3 separate regions of the Hordeum vulgare genome follow, and regions 2 and 3 are each linked to region 1. The links are chromatin contacts, called in public Hi-C maps. All regions are on one chromosome and are shown on one strand. Each heading gives the region's core, a stretch centred on a gene start, on an enhancer-like site or on the middle of the called end of the contact. The rest is flanking DNA. Distances are from core to core; before and after follow the strand shown.

What was found. A called contact is a pair of places that touch in the nucleus more often than the background predicts.
Region 2: a Hi-C map of leaf shows a contact between it and region 1, with 2.7 times the contacts expected there. The contact joins the promoter of LOC123402040 here to the promoter of LOC123401092 in region 1. A contact is called at or near these places in 2 of 6 Hi-C or Micro-C datasets (leaf and seedling).
Region 3: a contact with region 1 is called in a Hi-C map of seedling, with 8 times the contacts expected there. The contact joins the promoter of LOC123401904 here to the promoter of LOC123401092 in region 1. A contact is called at or near these places in 4 of 6 Hi-C or Micro-C datasets (leaf and seedling) and 1 of 1 datasets of contacts at active chromatin or transcription factors (embryo).

Annotation. Positions count from the first base shown.
Region 1 is chr6H:59,081,316-59,084,015 of MorexV3_pseudomolecules_assembly, reverse strand. It overlaps LOC123401092 (dolichol kinase EVAN), which reads right to left and starts at 1,440. Exons shown (of 14, transcript XM_045094811.1): 1 at 1,106-1,440; 2 at 250-362; 3 at 1-91. The coding sequence starts at 1,299. It overlaps LOC123401091 (splicing factor 3B subunit 1), which reads right to left. Exons shown (of 4, transcript XM_045094810.1): 3 at 2,356-2,428; 4 at 1,823-2,265.
Region 2 is chr6H:59,406,476-59,409,175 of MorexV3_pseudomolecules_assembly, reverse strand. It overlaps LOC123402040 (UDP-glycosyltransferase 72B1-like), which reads left to right and starts at 1,380. Exons shown (of 1, transcript XM_045095899.1): 1 at 1,380-2,700. The coding sequence starts at 1,673.
Region 3 is chr6H:58,710,171-58,712,870 of MorexV3_pseudomolecules_assembly, reverse strand. It overlaps LOC123401904 (KIN17-like protein), which reads left to right and starts at 1,435. Exons shown (of 1, transcript XM_045095764.1): 1 at 1,435-2,700. The coding sequence starts at 1,599.

The sequences.
Region 1 (2,700 bases), core at 191-2,690:
GCAGACTGACGTAGATGCCAAAGGAAGAAAGACAGCACACTGACGCAGCTAATGGATACCGCCCAATACTGCATTTCAAGGTATGCAAATTCTGGCCACATAAACAAAAATATATGTATTTAGTAAAAGGTAAAATGTATGCATCACAAAAATAAAGGTTCAATAGCACATAAAACAGAGGATAAATGCACTTCACAAGTCCTCTGACTTGTTCAATTGTTGATGAAGATGATAAAATTAGGAGTATACCTTGTGCTCCATTAGGGTCTGTCGGTAAGATCCTCGAAAGCTGGATTAACCGTGCAAGCATGACACATGGCAAAGTAGTTGCGCCAAGAAGAATGCCTGATGAAGCACCTGGCCTGGAGGATATATAAATATATACGTCAGGCGCCAAGCACTAGGTTCAATTTTATTTTGTAGCTTGCCACAAAAGACGAGATAAAATTAAGTAGTCACACAACTCAAATATGATGTACAGTAAAGGTATGCGATTGGGGTTGCGAATCATAGGTGGACCTAAAATAGATCTCAACATACCCTCTGAAGTTTTACATTCTACTCAGAGATAGTCGCTAAAATGCAGTTGGGGGTACGCATCATAGGACCTAAAATAAATCTCAACAGACCCTCTGAAGTTCCACATTCTACTCGGAGATCGTCGCTAAAATGCAATTAGGGGTGCGCATCATAGGACCTAAAATAAATCTTAACAGGCCGCCTGAACTTGTACATTATACTTGATGGTAGTCGCTACACCATGAATAATTGAATAAGTCGCATTTCTACTGTGTATGTTAAATCAACAATTCAACCAAGGAATAAGCTCCTATCTGCATCCCCAGCTGCTATTGCCCTAACTACGCCGCCAATTATTCCCCAATTGTGTTGACAACCCGATGAAACGAGGCAGCGACCATCGTCTTGACCATTTCGTGGAAGAGATTTTTGCGAGGGGACCTCGCTCTCATTCTTCTGGCGGGGGAACCGAACGAGACCAAATTTACGCTCTGGGGAATCCGCCTGGGCGGCCGAATCGCGATGGTTTCGTTTAATCCCGTGGGGTGGGGGATGGGAAAGAGGCGAGGGAGAGCGGGGGGCGCACCTTGTCCTGAACCGGCGGAGAGGGGGGGAAGGGGCCGCGGCAGAGCGGTCCACGGCGAGCTCGACGGCGAGGGCGGCCCCCGCGAGGAGCGCGAGCGGGGCCGCGAGGCGGGCCGGGGCGGCGAGCGCGACGCGCGCGGCGAAGAGGAAGACGACGAGGCGCTCCCCCGTGAGCAGCGGCGAGGAGGACGCCATGGGCGGCGCCGTCGAGGATCCGGGCGGGCAAGGGAGGGAGGTGGCGTCGGAGACACGGCGCGAACCGGCCGGTGATGGGAGGGCGGGCGGGCTGGGCAGCAGTTGGTTGCGCTCGCGCGCCGCGTGCGCGTGGCTTCTGGGTAGCTTGGTTTGGCTTGGCTGGGACGCTTAGCTTTGGGTGGGTGACTGACCACACGACTCGGTTCGTTCCGGTCTCGGTCATAATTGGCGGGTCCGTCGGGGAGACCAGGTCGCCACGGCCGCTCGCTTCTTCATGCCGCCGCTCGGGCACGACATACCGGCGTTTGCACCGTTCAAGATCGTGAATTTGCCAGTGGCGGCACATTACATATCCAGCGAAATTATCTACGTCTTCAAAGAACGTTAGAACATTGATAAATACATATACCATGCATTTTGCGTGGTTCAAGCCAATTGAACATCAGTCATTGAGAAACATGGACTCAGCAAACAATATGTGTTTAACACGAAAGGTGATCAACCGTAAAACAACGAAAGGTGATCAACCGTAAAACAACGCAAGCATTCCAGACATAATCATGCCACAGCACACATAGTACAGAGCTTGACGGTTTACAGCGTTACAAGACATCGCTAAAACAGAGTTTTGACAGCAGAGGCTGGCCATCATAACCAAATATACATGATAAATAAGACGATGTTCATGCTAGTATGATTGTATTGTCTTCACTATTAAGGACTTGATTTCACATATTATCAGCCACGGCGAAATAAACATGCTTCTCTGCCACGTCGCTCGCCCGGTCGCAGATCAAGATAAGAAGACTCTTCAGTGGAACACTTGGAAAGAAATACCCTGAAAACACAACAGTTCTGAGAAGGTTAGTCCATAGGTCTCCAGCAGTAGGTTAAAGCACTACAGTCAACCAGGACAAAAATGTATATTTCTTAAAGATTGCACCCCCCCTTCAGGAAGCAACAAGCCTGCAAATACAAAAATGCAGCTTCATAAAAACAGACTTTGCAAGAACAAACAACACCAGTTCAAATAAATGCGAGCACTAATTCAAATACCACCCCAGTTCAAGCTTCACATGCATCTGCACTGATGCATGTGGGTGACGATACATGGACATGCACATCCTGCCTGTCAATGCGTTTGCATATCAGATTCTTGCTTTTGTATTATTTGTAGAGAGCAAAAGAAAAATACAACATACAGCAAAATGCAAAAGGAAACATGACAACACAGATAAAGCACCACTTGCTACTGCTCGCATGCTAAAATGACATGCACAGCTGATTCTACTTAAACTGAGCAGCTATTTATTTGAACATACACTCAATGGGTCAGTGCGCTACTCCCTGTACAGCTGATTCTACTTAAACTGAGTAGCTATTTACTATGAACACTACTAG
Region 2 (2,700 bases), core at 131-2,630, 330 kb before region 1:
CCAAACGTTTGAGACGGATTAAAGAGTCCGTCTATAGATGCTCTAAAGCGACAACTGGTATTAACAAAGCCACACGAGATTAAGGCCCTGTTTGTTTCAGAAGTCCCAGGACTTTTTTTAGTCCCAACTAAAAAGTTCCTAGTCCCTGCCCGTTTGTTTTTATGAACAAAACAGAGACTAGAGGTCATTAAATAACACGCAAAAAGAACACGCTACCCCTAGTAATATACTAGAAGTTATTAAAAGACATGCTAAAAGTAGGGGCACTATTGGAAAAAGTGCCAAAAAAGTCCCCAAAAGACCCTCCCGTAGGTACTTCTTCCTTTAGTCCCATAATACCCCCTTTTAGTCCCTAAAAGTCCATCCTGTTTGTTTCACATGGGACTAAAAGGAATTTTTTTTAGTCTCTATACCAAAAAGTCCATGGAAACAAACACCCCCTGATTATCTTACCTACTAATAAAGCGCGTACTGCTTCTGTCGTCCGTCGCTGCCTGTTTTAAATTCGCGACCCAGTGTGTTTGGTTCATCTAGCGATCGGCCCCTTTAAATACACCAGATTGACAGTAGCCCGAGTGGCTAGAGCTTTCAACTTTCCCGCACGATACCCAAGTTCGACCCCCACCACCACCGAGTTTCTTCGTTTCTTTTTTCTACTTGATTTCAGGCTGACGTACGTTAGAGCTGCACTGTTGCAACTTCTGTTCAATTTTTTTAATGTTTCTACTTTTGTAGATTCAAATATATTTTTAAATATTTATATCTTTTAAATTCTAACTCTAAATTTCAAAAGTTATATATGAAGTAGCTTTAAAAATATATAGACTTCAAATATAATATTATTTTTTATGATAATTATTTTTGAAATTGTGTTTGCATCCTTAGTTAATACAGTACCCTTTTTATATGAGGCGTTTGAAGAACTTTGGCCCAACTATTTTATTTTTAACGTTTCTATTTTTTGCAGATTCAAATACATTTATATATTCATATCTTCTAAACTCTAACTTCAAATTTCAGAAGTTATATACGAAATAATTTAAAAAATATGTAGATTTCAAATGTAATCTTATCTTTCATGTTAATTATTTCCAAAATAATGTTTACATCCTTAATTAATACCTTTCTTTATATGGGGTACAATGTTTGTGAAAAAAATAAAATTTCATGATTTTGAAAAAAAAAATTGTGTATTATTTTTTGACTGCAATTGAAAAAAAATGTTTGCTAATTCAAAAAAATGTTCAAGCATCTCAAGAAATGTCCTATTTTTTAAAAAACATAATATGATCTGCATCATTGAAGATTATAATTGTTTTTCTTCTTTTGCAACCCACGGCCCCTTTTTGCTAGTCACACTAATCCACCGTAGCTGTAGTACCAAATTTAGCTAGCCTTGCCCAACTTTTTTATGATGTCCACTCAACAAATGCTTTCTCCGGCATGTATCGTGACGAGCACAATTAGCACAAAAGAAGGACGGCAGCGACGGAGCAACCACAGTTCCGTTTGGCCATAAGACAGTCATTCAGACACAGATCGATCTGGCGTTACATATAGGGCCAATCCGTTCCATCGTTTCCCAGGTCCACACATTTTTCATCTTTTTAAGCCACTGGTCGATCGAGTGCTCGACTCAGTCTCTCCGTACCGTACGTGCGTCCACCAAGGCATGGCCGGCGAGAGCGACGACCGGGGCGCCGCGCGCGCGCCGCATGTGGCGCTACTCTCGTCGCCGGGCATGGGTCACGTGGTGCCGGTGGCCGAGCTGGCGCGGCGGCTGCACGCGGAGCACGGCTTCACGGCCACCGTCGTCACCTACGCCAGCTCCGACTCCGCGGCGCAGCGCGCGTTCCTGGCATCCCTCCCGCCGGCCGTCGGCTCCGCGTCCCTCCCGGCCGTCCCGCTCGACGACCTCGTCGCCGCCGGCGCCGCCATCGAGACGCTGCTCTCCGTCGAGGCCCAGCGCTCTGTGCCGGCGCTGGCCAATCTCCTAGAGGGCCTCGGGAAGGACGGCAGCCTCGTCGCCTTCGTGGCGGACCTCTTCGGCGCCGACACGCTGCGCGCGGCGCGCGACGTCGGCGTGCCGGCGTACCTCTTCTTCCCGTCCAACCTCCTGATGCTCTCCCTCATGCTCCACCTCCCGCGCCTCGACACCGAGCTGGACGGCCAGTTCCGTGACCAGACAGAGCCCATAAGGCTGCCCGGCTGCGTGGCCGTGCCCGGCGCCGACATCCTGCAGCCGCTCCAGGACAGGACCAGCGACGCCTACCGCTGGATGGTGCACCACGGTGAGAGGTACCGCGACGCGGACGGCATACTTGTGAACACCTTCGACGCCATCGAGCCGAACGCGGCGGCGATCCTCCGGCAGCCCGAGCAAGGGCGTCCGCCGGTGTACCCAGTTGGGCCGGTCATACGGCAGCCTGACGACGGCGACGACGATGCCACCGGCTGTATCAGGTGGCTCGACGCGCAGCCCGACAAGTCGGTGTTGTTCGTCTCGTTCGGCAGCGGAGGCGCGCTCTCCGCGGCGCAGATGGACGAGCTGGCGCGCGGGCTGGAGCTCTCCGGACAACGGTTTCTGTGGATCGTGAGGAGCCCCACCGACAGCGGGGCCGACCCGGGTGCCAACTACTACGACGGGTCGAAGAGCAAGGACTATCCACTCAAGTTCCTGCCATCTGGGTTCCTTGAGAG
Region 3 (2,700 bases), core at 186-2,685, 370 kb after region 1:
CCGGTACCCGTACTTGAACGAGTCGGTCTCATGACCCTAGCTGGCGTCGTCGATGTAGATTTTTCCGCGGCGACTTTTCGTCATCCTGCCAATGACGTATCCCTTGAGCCCTGGGAAAGAGCCATTCAAGAACTCGAAACCACTGTGTGCTCGCCCCATGGTGGATGTCAACTGTCGTGGTTTCATCACACAGATGCCCTAGTGCGAGGACTTAGTCGTGAGGCCATCGCAATTGGGTGATTAGCTTGTCGGGGTTGATCCGAATCGAGAGACACATTTTACCCACGTTCGACCCCTCTATATCGGAGGTAAAAGGCTACGTCATGTTTTGTGTGTATTGCTTGAAGATCAATTACAAGGGAGCGAATTCGCTCGACCTAGCTATTGATCGATTGTAACTTAAGTCTATTGGCGTCAGGGGCTTGCCTTTATATATAGGTCGAGGCCCTGGGCTTACAAGGGTCCGAGTCGTGTTACGATTCGTGACCGAGTATGCCTCTACCTCTCCTTGCCTTTTGAGCAAGGAATTTCTGGACGACCTTCCACCTCTTGGGCCTTAAGTCGTCGTCTTCGGGTATTGGACCACCAGACGGCTTAATTGATAAGCTGCCTTGTCAGTCTTGTTCCTTTGCGTCTCGTCCACCTAACGTAGTGCTTATGAGTCGCTATGAGTATGACCCGGTCCAACAAGGCGGGTTATATCCCGACATTATGTGTCCTTATTATATGGTAAACGCTTGTGATCGACGCGCTGGCCGAACAGTTCGGCCGGTCGTGCGCGGCCCGCGCTGGCTTGTCAGTCCATGCAACATTTTTTGTCCAAATTTGCTACAACCGCGGTAAAATTTGCTACAAGTGTTTCCTTTTTTGTTACAATTTGTTCATTACAAAAACTACATCGTTTGGTTGTAACTCGAGTTCGTTGGATTTTTTTTGCTACAACCGTGTTAATTTTTACTACAACCGGCATCATTTTTTGCTGCAACCATTCACTAAAAAAGTTGCATACACGTTCACGAGAGTTGCAACCCGAGTTCACCGGATTGTTTTGCTACAACCCTTATTTTATTTTGCTACCACGCATCATCAACTTCGTTTTTTTGCTACGATCACGTTTTTTTTTTGCTACAACTTTATTTTTGTTGCAACCATTGACGAAAATTGCTGCATCGTGGACGAAATTTGTTGCATCGAGAAAAAATTGCCGCATAAATGAATCTAACGATATGCCCTGCAGATCTGACGGTCACACTGCGGCCTGCGCGCCCAGTACCAACCTATTATATTTGTTTTGATGGGATGTTGTTATTCTAATCCTTGCGTATTTGAAAAAGTAAAATCGCTATACGTGTCCGAGTAGTATACTTAGCCACCGTGTCGGTTTCGGTACGTGCTGGCTTGCTAATAAGCCCTCGAGATTCCAGCGTCTCCAAACTTACTCCACAGTCCAATCCCCAATCCCTAATCCACCGCTCGCCCTCGCGGATCTCTCCGGCCGCCAACCACCGCCGCCGCCGCTCGCCGACCGTCCCAAACTCCGCGCCCCTCGCAACCCCCCTCCCTTCTCCCCACGCGCTCCCGTCGGCGCAGGCGGCGCGATGGGGAAGGGCGACTTCCTGACGCCCAAGGCGATCGCGAACCGGATCAAGGCCAAGGGGCTGCAGAAGCTCCGGTGGTACTGCCAGATGTGCCAGAAGCAGTGCCGCGACGAGAACGGCTTCAAGTGCCACTGCATGTCGGAGTCGCACCAGCGGCAGATGGCCATCTTCGGCCAGGCCCCTGACCGCGTCGTCGAGGGCTTCTCCGACGAGTTCCTCGAGGAGTTCCTCACCCTGCTCCGCCGCGCCCACCGCAGCTCCCGCGTCGCCGCCACCGTCATCTACAACGAGTTCATCGCCGACCGCCACCACGTGCACATGAACTCCACCCGCTGGGCCACGCTCACCGAGTTCGTCAAGTTCCTCGGCCGCGAGGGCCACGCCAAGGTCGAGGACACCCCCAAGGGATGGTTCATCACCTACATCGACAGGGACTCGGAGCAGGCCATCAAGGCCAGGCTCAAGCGCAAGAGGGTCAAGTCCGACCTAGCTGAGGACGAGCGCCAGGAGCTCATGATTGCCCGGCAGATCGAGCGCGCCCAGAAAGCCCAGGCTAATGGCGAAGACGACGACAATGATGCTAATTCTGATGATGACGTTGGTAGCGATGACGACAACGAGTATTCGGGATCAGACGAGGACGATGATCAGGAAGAACACCAGGAGGATGGGAAAGAGGCCAGCAAGGCACCTGCGAAGATTGCAATTGCACTCCAGCGGGCTGCACCGCCGCCTAAGATTAATCCTTTTGATGATAAGCCAAAGATGAAGTTTGGCTTCGAGGAGGAAGAGGAGGAGGTGCCCAACAAGAAGGCGAAAGTTGCAGGGAAAGCAACGGACACCAGGAGGTCGGCAATCGATGATCTGATGAAGGAGGAGGAGAAGGCCAAGGAGCGGAGCAACCGGAAGGACTACTGGCTGTGCCCTGGTATCGTTGTCAAGGTGATGAGCAAGTCGCTGGCCGAGAAGGGGTACTACAAGCAGAAGGGATTAGTGAAGAGGGTGATAGATAAGTATGTCGGGGAGATTGAGATGCTGGAGAGCAAGCATGTTCTCAGGGTCGACCAAGATGAGCTTGAGACTGTCCTCCCGCAGATTGGCG